Linked DNA regions of Gossypium hirsutum: region 2 is linked to region 1. Evidence: chromatin contacts called from public Hi-C data. All regions are on one chromosome and are shown on one strand. The core of a region is the stretch at or near the end of the contact, and the rest is flanking DNA. Distances in the headings are between cores, read along the strand shown.

Region 1 (6,347 bases), core at 2,908-5,407:
CTACCTCCTTTGTTTTCTTCTTTTATCTCGACATTAAGGTAAATTTTTTAATTACCCATATTTTTTCATTTATTTATTTTCTAACTAAATAATTTAGTTACTATCATTTTTTTCAAATACACCATGATTTATGACAAGATGCTAACTCTTCGCGCACAAATTATATGTAACAAGAAAAAAATTTTAAATGTAAAATCTTTTATTAACTCAAACATTGAAACTACGTAATAATTAAAAATATGTACAAAATATGGTGAGAGGTGAGATATCCAAATATGGGTAAGTGAGTAAAATAATTGGAAAATATTGAAGGCAAAATCTAGTACTGGTACATCGATTATATTTACACATGGGATGACTGATTTTTTATTGAACCCCCGATGGCTTGGCACATGAGATGATGGCCACACCGACCAATCATCAACTTATGATATTTTCTTCATTTTATATTTTTATTTTTTAAAAATAACTTTGAAACCTTTTTAATCTATAGATAAAAAGGCTACAATATTGGTTATGGACCCTCCTCTCCCCCCACCGATTTTATTTATGAAAACGATAAAAAAAATTAAAATATGATACAAATATTCCAACGTGATCAAATTTACATAAAAAATATTTATATATTAAATTTAAAAAAATTATAAAGTAAATATTATTTTGAAAATTACAGTAACCAACTCAATTAAACTCTATCTTTATAATATTATATATATTAAGATTGATTTAGTTTTTATTATATGTCAATTAAACATTAATTTAGTATTGATTGAGTCTAAACTCAATTAGCATCGGTATTGATTGATTTAGTTTTTATTATATGTCGATTGCGCTGAAGCGTATTATCTTCCTATTTATGGGTTGAGGATGGACTATGGGTAATTCTAAGTATTATGTCAAAAACATTAATTTAGTTAAATAATGATAAAAATACATTTATTCTACAAAGTATATTATGTTATTTTCAAGATATTTTTGTTATTTTATTTTTTTATAAAAAATATATACACATAATAGAATTTAAATCTGAACATTTATATAGCTTTTAATACCCGTACTTTATCGCTCAATTAAAACATCATTTGCTTTTTATATCGATATTTTATAAATACATTTATCACATGAATGTATGTATATATATGCCCTTCTAAATCAACATTTTATATATAATTAATTACACTCCATTGCTAATTAATTTATCTCCCTCAAGGTGATGCTTAAATAATTCAAGGGTTTTCTTGATAATGTAGATCTGAGAAGTTAGTAAACTAAAGGAGGAAAACAAAAATATATTTTATCAATGTGTTTGGTAAGAAAAATAATTCTTTTTCACTCTTTTGTTAATAAAATTGTATATAGTCATAGTTGGCTTACACCTCTCTAATTTTTCTCACCTTCTATAATTTAAATTTAAAATAATTTATTTTTTCAATACTATATTAAGTGTAGGAAATGGAAAAATACGATTTGAATTCATGTTAAGTACATGTCTGATAAAAATTTTAAACACCGCTTCATTCAAATTAAGATTGGACATATTTTTTTTCCGACTCAAAAACCCTTTTTTTTTAAATACTTTTTTCGCTCTATCTTCCCATTCCCCAATCAGTAGAATTATAACTAATACATTCATATAATTATAGAATCTTTACATGTAAAAAATAAAAATAATAAAATTAATGAAAGTTGTAATGGTGAATTTGAATAAGTATGAAAATTAAAGTAATAAATGGAAATATATTAAGAAGAGCTTAGAGCAGTTGTAAGTTGTGAGAAATGAGATGTATTATGGGTGGTATAGTTATTATTCTGAGTCGGTGATGGGTTGAGTAATTCCAACACCACATCTTCATATCTCATCCAACCCTTTTAAAATATGAACATACAAACACGTGAATTGGACCCAATCTAATAACATTATACAAATCCAATACCAGTCTGTAAATTAGTATGTAGATTATCACACCAATGTTATTAAAAAATTAATATTTATATTAAAATTATGATTTAATTTTGTTAGAAAAACAAAATTTACAAACATCTTTATTTTTTAAAAAGGAAATAAAAACTTAATTGTTAATCTTTATTTGTTTAGATGAATCTCAACTTACAACAATTTTACCACTATAAATGTGACTTCAGTGTTTAATTTTTATTTTATTTTAATCAGGCATACAATTTAATCTTCTCTCGTATTTTTATAATATTTTTTAAAAAAAAATTCTATTTTTAATGGTTAAAATGTAAATTTATCAAAAGTCTACTATGGTCTATTGAATTTTTGTGTGGTTTTAATTGTGAGATCAAATAAAAGTAAACACTTAAATAATTAAAACCAAAATAAAATAAAATTTAAAATTTGAGATAGTAAAAGAATAATATATATATATATATATATATAAATAATTAAGCCCAAATAAAGAAAGAAACAAGCGTAAATAAAATGGTTGAAAAATAGAAATCAGGCGTAAATGGCAAAAACTTGGGGGAGAAGAATATAAAAAGAAAAAAAAATAATTAAAAGTGGAAAATGAAGATGGCGTGTAGGGGAAGCAACCACAAGAGAAGGAAAGAATATACCAAAACCGCGTAAAAGAGCATGTGGTTTGGGAAGAGAAGGTGGCCGTTGGATGGGACACGTAGGAACGGAAAAGAGGACAAAAATACACGTGTAAATGAAAAGAGAGGCGACATCGGCCGTGATTCGGGGACCAAAATGCAGGGGCAAATGTGGTTTCACGAAATCATTTTTATTACAAAATTACAAAACCACTTTTTATGTAGCAGCAAAGAATGGTGGACAGAAATTTGCAACTTTTTTTCCACATTTTTCACTTCCATTTTCCTTTTCTTCTTTTTTTGGGATTTTCTCCGTAGAAGTTTGGTTGTACCTTTGAAAACACGATTACTATATTTTTATTTTGTCGGCAATGACAAAAATTGAAAATCCCTAGACGAAAATTCTCACATAAATAAATAAAAATTAATATTATCAGTGAGTAAATTTAGTTATGATTATTTTTTTAATATTAAAATTTGAATTATCGTTAATTAAAAATAAAATAATTAAGTGATAATATAAAATAGTTATTTTATCTTTAAGCTATAAGAGATAACTATGAATAAAAGAGTTTAAATTCTTGTAGAACAATCAAATGGACAAAAAATCACTTTCACTCATGTGATTAGATCAAATGAAGTATCTCAAAAAGCTTAGAAAATCTTTATAGATTTCTCTACTTGAATCAATTTTGACAAACACTATAGTTGCTTTAAGGAAAAATTACATTTCAATCAAGTTTAATTGCGGAGAAAAAGTTAAAAATTATTTTTGAAAAAAACCACTTTTCAATTCAAATCAATCGAAAAAAAGATGTACAAATCTATTTTAAAAGCAAACCATTACCATACTAGAAGCAATTTGCATCCATCTAAAAAGCAAGTATAAACAATTACTAAATTGAAGTAAAATAGAAGAAAAGACACAAATGATATATATTTTTTAGTATTGGATAAATTTCAAGAGATTATATAACTTTTTTAACTCTGAAATTTGTAAGACACAACGTTTGAATTTGCATGATGGTATTATAATTAGTGAATTTTGGTCGAATGTAGAAAAGCCAAAGTTAATGAATAATTTGGAAAAAGAATTTCGGATTGAATGAAAATTGAAGAGTTATAAATAAAAGAAATAATATAGACGGAAATCGGATTGAACCAGGTTATTTGATTTTTTAGGACAATGTCTGGTGAGGCGTGTGGGTTTTGTCGGGGAAGAAGTAGGCGAGTAATGAGTTAGAAACTCAGCTGACGCATACATTGGCTCAGCATTTCATAACGCGCTTATTTATTACTTCATTTTCCAATATCAGTTATAAGAGAAATAGAGGTTTTTTTTTTAAAAGAAAAGAAAAGAAAAGAAAATTTCAGATATGGTGAGGTGGTGGCACCCTTTTCTCACTTTTTTTTTTAAAAAATGATATAGATTTCACGTACTACTTTTTTTTTTTAATATGAAGTTAAAAAATAAAGACTAAAGTTGGGTGGCCTTGAAAAGCCAAAAAGATGGAAAAATGATAGAAAAAACACCTTAATAAATTGAAAGCAAAAATAGAGAAGAGACGAGATTAGGTAAGTTAGATTAGAGGTAGTAAGTAATTAAAAGAGAAAATATTTGTTTAAAAAATAAAATAAGAAAAGGAGTAAAAAAGACGGCCCCCGTCAACGCGTACCCAAAGGTAGACCTAAAATAGAGGGGGCGGTCCATAAACAATAAATGCGGTCCAACACCGGCCTCCGTTAATCGCCACGTACCGTACACTTAATCAACCGGCAAATGCCGGTCTCTACTCTTCTCCTATGCTTATACTATAATCCCAAGCTGTTCTCCAAATTCCCAACCCAAAGTCTTTTTCACATACACTTCACCCCATTTTCTCACTCTCTTTTTCTATCATTTTTTTTTTAAGAAAATGTCTCTTTTTGGTTTAATGCAAAGATAAGAACTTTGGGTTCCTTTTGTTTCTTAGAAAAACAAAAAATATGGAGGAGAATATGTGAAAAAGTGTGTGGAGAAGAAGAAAGAGAATTTCATTTCCATGGCGAATTTAATATTTTCCGATGAGAATCCGTCAGCGGCGGCAGCAGCAGCAGCAGCAGAAGCGACCAGTTCCGGTGGAAGCATCTTTGACATGGCAACTGGAGCAGGGGCATGTGATGGAGATACTAAGTGGGGGTCTTCTTTAGGTTTCATGGACTTGCTTGGCATCCATCAAGATTTCATTGCCCCTTCTTTATTCGATTCCTTTCAGCCACCACCGATTCTTCCACCACCACCTCCCTCAACATCATCTGAACCACTTCTTCACCAACAACTGGACGCGAAGCAGCTTCAAGCCCTTCCATCGCCGGCCTCCACCCTGCCGGAATCTTCTGAAGTTTTAAACAACCCTGCAACACCAAACTCTTCTTCCTTCTCTTCTTCATCTAATGAAGCTGCAAATGATCATGAACCAACCAAAGCTGAAGATGATGAAGAAGAAGAGCAGCATCAAGACAAGACAAAGAAACAGTAAGCTAACCTTTCTTTGACTATCATTTATGGCTTTGGATTCAATACTCACTCTCTCTATTTATTGTTTCTGTTTTTGAGTTAGATATTTGGGGTAGTGTGGGATAAACTTTTGGTTGCTTTGTATTGCTGATTTTTTAAGTAAAGGTTTTGTTTTTTAGCTTTGCTTTTGCTTTTATGGGTTTAGGTTGAAACCCAAAAAGAAGAACCAAAAAAGGCAAAGGGAACCGAGATTTGCGTTCATGACAAAGAGTGAAGTTGATCACTTAGATGATGGTTACCGATGGAGAAAGTATGGCCAAAAAGCTGTGAAAAACAGCCCTTTTCCCAGGTATCAATCAATATCTAATCTAATAACCCCTCTCCCTTTTCATATTGGTCCACTAATGTTCATTTTTAGTAAGCATTGCTATATTATATGGTTGAAAAACAGGAGCTATTATCGTTGCACCAGCGCTGGCTGTGGGGTGAAGAAGAGAGTCGAGAGATCCTCCGATGATCCCACCATCGTTGTCACCACTTACGAAGGCCAACACAAGCATCCCTACCCGATAACTCCTCGAGGAAGCATTGGAATCAACATGGATCCCTCCTCTAGTTTTGGCCCATCTTTTGTTGTTCCTCAACCTCAGTATTTACATCAGCAGCAACAATTGCAACCCTATATATATAACTCATCGCCTTCTTTGAACATTACTAGTATCACTACTAGTGGCTCTAGCTTCAATGCCTCGATCCCTGATTTCCTTCAAGACAGACGTTTTAATACTTCTCCTACTTCTTCTTCAGCTTCGTTACCAAGAGACAATGGACTCCTTCAGGATATTGTTCCAACACAGATGAGGAAAGAGGCAAAGGAACAGTAAGACAGTATGGGTTCTTTTTTTATATATAATTATATGATTGCTGGTATGTTGTTTCCTAATCCTTTACTAACTGATAAAAAACCCAATTCACTATATCTTTTTTTATTCAATCTATTATCATCTGTATAAAATCACCTGTCTTTTTATAGTGTTTTTGCAGGAGAACAAGTGGTTTTGTACTTGGTTTTTCTTGTGGTTATTATTCTTTGTATTTAAGGAGAATTCAATTATGGAAATATTGGGGTTTTTTTATTATTAATTTCTTCCAATTGTGCTACACGTTAGTCATTTTCTTCTCCTTTCTTTTTCATTGTATGCATTGTCAAGAGAGAAAACGTAGGTACAAAGAAGACTTTAGGGTTAGGGTTTTTTTCATGAAAAAGTCGTCATGCAGACTAGTTGTTAGC
Region 2 (6,697 bases), core at 363-2,862, 160 kb after region 1:
TTAATTTCTTTAATATCATATCACATTTATTAATATAAATTTTTTAAAATATAATAATTTATTCAACCTTTCGTTTTATTTTTCACTTTTTATTTTTTAAACTCAAATCATCTCAAAATAAATAAAAAAATTAACATTTACTAGCATCCACGTGGTAGTTCATATATAAATTATATTAGCATTTAATTAGTTTTAAAAAAAATTAAAAAAATATGTTTTCTTATATATTTTTAATTTTTAAAATATCATTTTTATAAATAATTTTTATTTTTTTAATTTTTAAAATTAATTAATTATTGACGTGTGACAAAATTAACCAATAACTTTTTTCATTATAAATTGATTTCACAAACAATAAAAATTAAAAATTAAATAAAATCTAAATACAGCTTAATTATTATTATTATTATTTTAAGTTGGAAGGTAAGATTGTGTCAATTTTTTATTAAAAGTTTTTAACATTATAGCTAAGTTTGAAGTTACCAGTTAAATAAACCAATATGCCATAGTCAAATTTATTTAAAAAAACAAATTAATATTATAACGTCAACTGTTTCTCTAAAATTTTAATTAAAAATAATAAATATAATTACTTCTTTTTGGTTTTTTAAAGTTATTTTTGTTTTTTATTTAAAATTTCACCTTTTTAATTCTTAAATTTTTTATCAAATTACCTAAAATATTAACATACAACTAATTGATATCTCAGCATTTAATTACATTTTAAAATATTAAAATAATCTTTTATATTTTGTAATAATTTTAATGATTTTTGAACATCATCATAACTTCATGAATTGACACTCAAAACATGACGATTCCATTTCCCCTACTCCATTCCTACATCTCATGGGCATGAAAACATCGCATTTTTTTTAAATATATAATTTATATGTAAATATTTATTTTTGGTTAAATTCTGTCATTAGTCCCTATATTTTAAAAAAGTATAGGGACTTAGAATGATACAATTGGAGAAATTGGACTAAATTTATAATTGCAAGTATGGCACAATACTAATAATTGAATTTAACCAAATGTATATTTGAAAAGTACAGGGACTAAAAGTGACCAATTTGAAAAGTAAAAAGAATAAAATTGATAAAATAAAAGTATAGGGACTAAATCTATAACTTTCACAAAGTACAAGGACTAATAATAAATTTAACCTTTATTTATTGTTGTATTTTCCTTTAATTTATTTAGGCAAAACTGTACTATAAGTCCCTATACTCTTTGTAAAATTAAAATTCAATCCCTAGATTTTTATTTTAAAAAAATTAATCTCTATACTTTTATAATTTCAAAATTGAGGTCAAATTGTTAAATACTGTTAAATTTTTTATTAAATTTATTAGTGTGATATTTTAAATTAAAATAATCCAATTGATAGCTATAAAACTAAAAAATAAGTTGTAATGACTCTAAATTTAACAAAATAAATTTTAACAGTGGTGGTAAATAACTTATATATTTTAATTTAAATAATAAAAAAATTAAATTCTTTAAAATAAAAATATAAAGATTAAATTCTAAATTTACAAATAGTACATGTAGTTATATAGGATATTTTAACCATTTATTTGTTATATGGTACGGAAAAACACAGGTCTCTCGGTTATCAACTCTGTTTCTTTACATTTTATTTAATTTTAATTAATCGTTATTTATGTATTTTTTTTCCTTTCTCTACATGCCCTGCTATTTTGAATCAAATCCATCTATTGTTGTACTTCGCTTCGTCGTCTTTATCATTTCTTTTTCTTTTCCTTTCCACTCACTGGCTAGAAAAACCAGATTTCTATCAGATCTGTAAATTTTCTTTTTAAACTCATCTGTTTACGCTCAAATGCGCCTGATTTTGCCGGCTTAACTTCACTTTTCATTTTGTTTCTTCGTTTGCCGAAAGTTTCCAAATAATGATGATCTTCGGCCCGATCACTCCCGGTCAGGTGCGTTCACTTCAGCATTCTCCAACCCTCTCGGATCTTGCATTTTAAACTTTCTTCTTTTTTATATAAAAAAGAAAAATCTTGTTTTTTTTTTTTAAATTTTTTTCTAGGTTTCGTTTTTTCTCGGCGTATTTCCGGTGATTTCAGCTTGGATCTATGCAGAATACTTGCAATACAAGAAAAATTCACTTGCATCCAAGGCGTAAGCTCTGATTTTTTACATTTTGTGACGCGATTACAATTAATTAACGTACTTTATTGGTGAAAAATTAATTTTCTGTTTTCGTATTTCTGTTAGTAGGCATTCTGATGTGAGTTTAGTCGAAATTGGAAATGGTGCCGTTAAGGAGGAAGATAGAGCGGTTTTACTGGAAGGCGGAGGTCTTCAATCTGGTTCTCCTAAAGCGCGGTCTTCAACATCTTCCGTGTCTCCAATTGTCAAGTTTGTCATTGGAGCCTTGATTTCTTTTCTTTCCTTCTCATTTCTTTCTATTTTGATCAGGTACTGAATTTATATGCTTTGATTTTGTTAAGGTTTCTTATGATGGATGAAACTTTCTTGATTGAGAATCGGTTGACACTTCGAGCAATGTAAGTGAATTTTTTATTTGTTGATTAATATTTGAATCATTTCTTTCAGAGATTTAATAGTATGTAACTTAACTTGCTCTCTTTTTTTCAATTCTTTTTGTTTTTTCGTCTTATAGATCTGAATTCGGTGTTCTTTTGGCATACTATTACATATGCGACCGTACTGATGTATTTGCCTCTTCGAAAAAGGTGAAGATGATTACTTCAGTATATAATTCATAGTTATAGTATTGTGTCTAAATAGAATAATAGATACTTGTTAAAAGATAAAAATGAACTTTAATTGAAGTTAACAACTGCTGAGCACTCTGTTCTTCTTATAAAATATTGCAGTAAGTCATGGATTTCAAATTTAGTTTTACTGCAATAAATAATCATTTAAAACTATATTATTGCTTGCTAATTAAGTTCTCTCATTCATTGTATGTCTATGCAGAGTTACAACCGGGATCTTTTCTTGTTCCTCTACTTTCTTCTCATCATAGTTTCGGCAATAACTTCATTCAAGATACACCATGATAAGTCACCATTTTCAGGGAAATCTATACTTTATTTGAACAGACATCAAACTGAGGAGTGGAAAGGTTGGATGCAGGTTTGTAATTCTTTGAAATGATGCAATAAACCCGCAAAATTTTATTCTTGAAAGATCTTCGTTTACTTGTAATAATAGAATGTGTTGGGTTGCATAGAAAGTGCAAACATTTGTGGCCAATGCTGCTTACACGCAAACTGTTCCAGCATTGCTGAACAAGGATTGTTGATAGTCTTGTGCTTACTTTTCCCCCATTTATTTTGCAGGTCTTATTTTTGATGTACCATTACTTTGCAGCATCAGAGATTTACAATGCTATCCGAATTTTCATTGCTGCTTATGTTTGGATGACTGGATTTGGGAACTTCTCATATTATTATGTGCGCAAAGATTTCAGTCTTGCAAGGTTTGCACAGGTATGAGTTCCCTAAGTAAAGATCATGTAAACTACTCCATGTTTCAAGTTCCAACGTTGAGTGTTTTGATTGAACAGATGATGTGGCGGCTCAATTTCTTGGTATTTTTTTGCTGTGTTGTCCTCAATAATAGTTATATGCTATACTATATATGCCCCATGCATACTCTATTCACTCTTATGGTTTATGGGGCACTTGGTATTCTGAACAAGTACAATGAGAAAGGGTCAGTCATTGCTCTAAAAATCATTGCCTGCTTCTTGGTGGTTATCCTAGTTTGGGAAGTGCCTGGAGTATTTGAATTTCTCTGGAGCCCATTCACCTTTTTCCTTGGTGGGTAATTTTCCAAAGCATGATTTCTATTTAAACAACTTTTGGTCATATTGATGGGAAAAATATAAAAACCATTGCAGGATATACTGATCCGGCAAAGCCAAACCTTCCCCTCTTGCATGAATGGCATTTCCGCTCTGGCCTTGATCGTTATATTTGGATTATTGGGATGATATATGCATATTACCATCCAACTGTAAGTTCTGATGCAATTATTTTCGATCTTTTCATTGTATCTTGCTATGAATTAATGCAATTAATTTTTGGAGTTGATAGCTAGATATTGGGATTTACTATTGCAGGTTGAACGATGGATGGAAAAACTCGAGGAAACAGAGGTGAAGCGGAGAGTATCAATTAAAATAGCTGTGGCAATAATAGCCCTGATGGTATCATATATACCCCTTTTGACTTGCCATTCCTTTTCCTAGAAACTCTTATTCATGAGGTTTCAATTAACTTGCAGGTGGGATTTCTATGGTTCGAGCACATTTACAAGCTTGACAAGATCACCTACAATAAATACCACCCTTACACGTCATGGATCCCGATAACGTAGGTCTCATGTTGACTGTGTTGATATTTTGACATATCTGAACATTTTGGCTCTTACTGATAAATTTTTGTTCCTTGTTTTCACCAGTGTGTATATATGTTTAAGAAATGTTACCCAATCCTTCCGAAGCTACAGTTTAACCCTTTTTGCGTAAGTAACCCTTAATTATCTCTTGTTTTATTCTTTTGTTTTCCGATGGCCAATAAGGTGGAGCTAATATGTCTTTCATTTCCAGATGGCTTGGAAAGATTACACTGGAGACCTATATCTCGCAGATTCACATCTGGCTAAGGTAAGCTGAAGTTGACAACATGAGAATTCTTGGTGCTTCAACTGCTCGCTAGGAGTTGATCCAAATTCGAACCTCTAAATCATAGCATATGATATTTTAAACTCAATATCCGATCAATGTGCAGATCCGGGATTCCAGATGGTCAGCCTAAGCTGCTCCTTTCTCTGATCCCAGATTACCCAATGTTGAATTTCATGCTTACGACTTCCATATACCTGGCAGTAAGTAAAATGGTGTCATCTTTGGGAACTGAAAATATCTCTCATTAGTCATGCCCTGACATTTTTTTTCTTGCCTCCAGATTTCTTACAGACTCTTTGACTTGACAAATATACTGAAATCAGCTTTTGTACCTACCAAAGACAACAAGCGCCTTCTCCACAACTTGATTACTGGTGTTGTAGTCTCGAGCATATTATACTCTCTCTCTTTCGTGTTCCAAAGAATCCCTCAGATGTTGGTAAGGTTTAGTTCTTCAAATTAATCTAATTGTATCACTGAGAGTAGGCCTGTCAATTTTGATCTGAATTTAAAAATTCAAAACTAAAACGACTTGGGACCTAAAACGATCCGAACAAGTAAATCCGAAATGACCTTCATTCAAAACAATCCAAACAATTAGCCCAAAATTTCCTGAACCTGAATGACGAAATTCAAAATGATCCAAACCCAAAATGGTTCGAATTGAATGGGCCCAGACTTAGAATGAATTGAAACCTAAATTATTAGAACTCAAAATGACTTAGAAAATTTTAAAATAAAAATCAATCTGACCCAAAACCCAACTGATTCATTCAATTGACAGGTATAACTGAGAAAACAGCAGATAGTGAGTGTAACACTTGAAAATCTGATTCTGAAGGCCTTTACTGTATTGGAATTTGCAGGTGTGAGAACTATAAATATAGAGATAGTAGGAGGCAGCCACCATGACCTTGTTCATCACTGTGTCGTTGGAAGTATTTTCCTTCACAATGGAAACGTAAAATTGCAGAATTCAATAGGAGAATACGTCTCGTTGATCAGATCATGCGGAATCTCGGAACATGGAAGGTTAAAGTCGGTATAAAACCTCCAATTTGAGGTTGGTTATTTTTGTTCACTATTATTGTTTTCTAAACACACGATATAGTTACTACATGATTCGTTACCATGTCTAAAACGTACTTATATTGGTTTGCATTACATCCTCCTTATTAAATAAAGATTTGCCTTTAATTAATATGCCTTACGTTTACGTTTTATTCCAAGATTTGTTGAATCTAAGAATTAAGGAAAATGGAAAATAAAATGCAATAGAAAGTAACTAAAAGAAGAAAGGTAACAAAAACATGGAATCCGATTGCAAAAAAGTAACAAAAACATGGAATCCGATTGCAAATGCCAGGAGCAAGGGAAACAGAGCAGCTTCTTTTCCAGCCGAGATCATAGGAGATAGTTCCTCAGAATATATGCACGATATCATAAGCAAATCTATTCAAGTTAAAGAAAGTAGTAGAGTATTAAGATATGAAAAAAAAGATATTCAAAGGTAGCTTACTTTTAATCAAGGTTGAATTCACCTCAACAAGGCTATCTCAAATTCTATAAAGAGAATATTTACAAAGAAAGATACTGAAAGTAAAATAAAAGAATTCTAAACTATTTTTCGATGCCTTGTTTAGGCTTCATACATTGCTATTTATAGTAAAATTTTTAAACTATTTAATTTTTCTTCAATCCCGCACAGTGTTTCTGATAAGGATGAATTTATTGTGGCTTCCACATATCCTGCCATTTGTCACATTACATCTTTGTTTGTACATAGATGCCTTGCTTTTTAAGTTACCACTTATCTTGAATTTCTTCTTGTTTTCCCACGTGGCTAGCTATTGTCTTTATACTTCTTGGATATTGTCAAGATTCCAAGTCTCTATTTCATATAGGTGTAATGATTCTGGTGACAGTCTTGGTGAATTTTAAGTCTCCTGCGTGTTTCTGATTTCATCGATTATGTGCGATGAAAAATCATCAATTTCTATA

What was found. A called contact is a pair of places that touch in the nucleus more often than the background predicts.
Region 2: a Hi-C map of leaf shows a contact between it and region 1, with 2.5 times the contacts expected there. The contact joins the promoter of LOC107896405 here to the promoter of LOC107896591 in region 1. A contact is called at or near these places in 2 of 34 Hi-C or Micro-C datasets (both in leaf).

Annotation. Positions count from the first base shown.
Region 1 is chrA10:101,803,895-101,810,241 of Gossypium_hirsutum_v2.1, forward strand. LOC107896591 (probable WRKY transcription factor 48) reads left to right here and starts at 4,158. Exons shown (of 3, transcript XM_016821788.2): 1 at 4,158-5,074; 2 at 5,262-5,405; 3 at 5,508-6,347. The coding sequence starts at 4,602. The coding sequence ends at 5,940.
Region 2 is chrA10:101,969,159-101,975,855 of Gossypium_hirsutum_v2.1, forward strand. It overlaps LOC107896405 (protein REDUCED WALL ACETYLATION 2), which reads left to right and starts at 1,613. Exons shown (of 16, transcript XM_041079147.1): 1 at 1,613-1,952; 2 at 2,063-2,154; 3 at 2,254-2,394; 4 at 2,487-2,543; 5 at 2,660-2,732; 6 at 2,980-3,138; 7 at 3,345-3,494; 8 at 3,572-3,827; 9 at 3,908-4,023; 10 at 4,130-4,216; 11 at 4,294-4,382; 12 at 4,471-4,533; 13 at 4,619-4,675; 14 at 4,800-4,896; 2 more. The coding sequence starts at 1,920. The coding sequence ends at 5,568. It overlaps LOC107896406 (ER membrane protein complex subunit 6), which reads right to left. Exons shown (of 5, transcript XM_016821572.2): 5 at 5,997-6,148. The coding sequence ends at 6,118.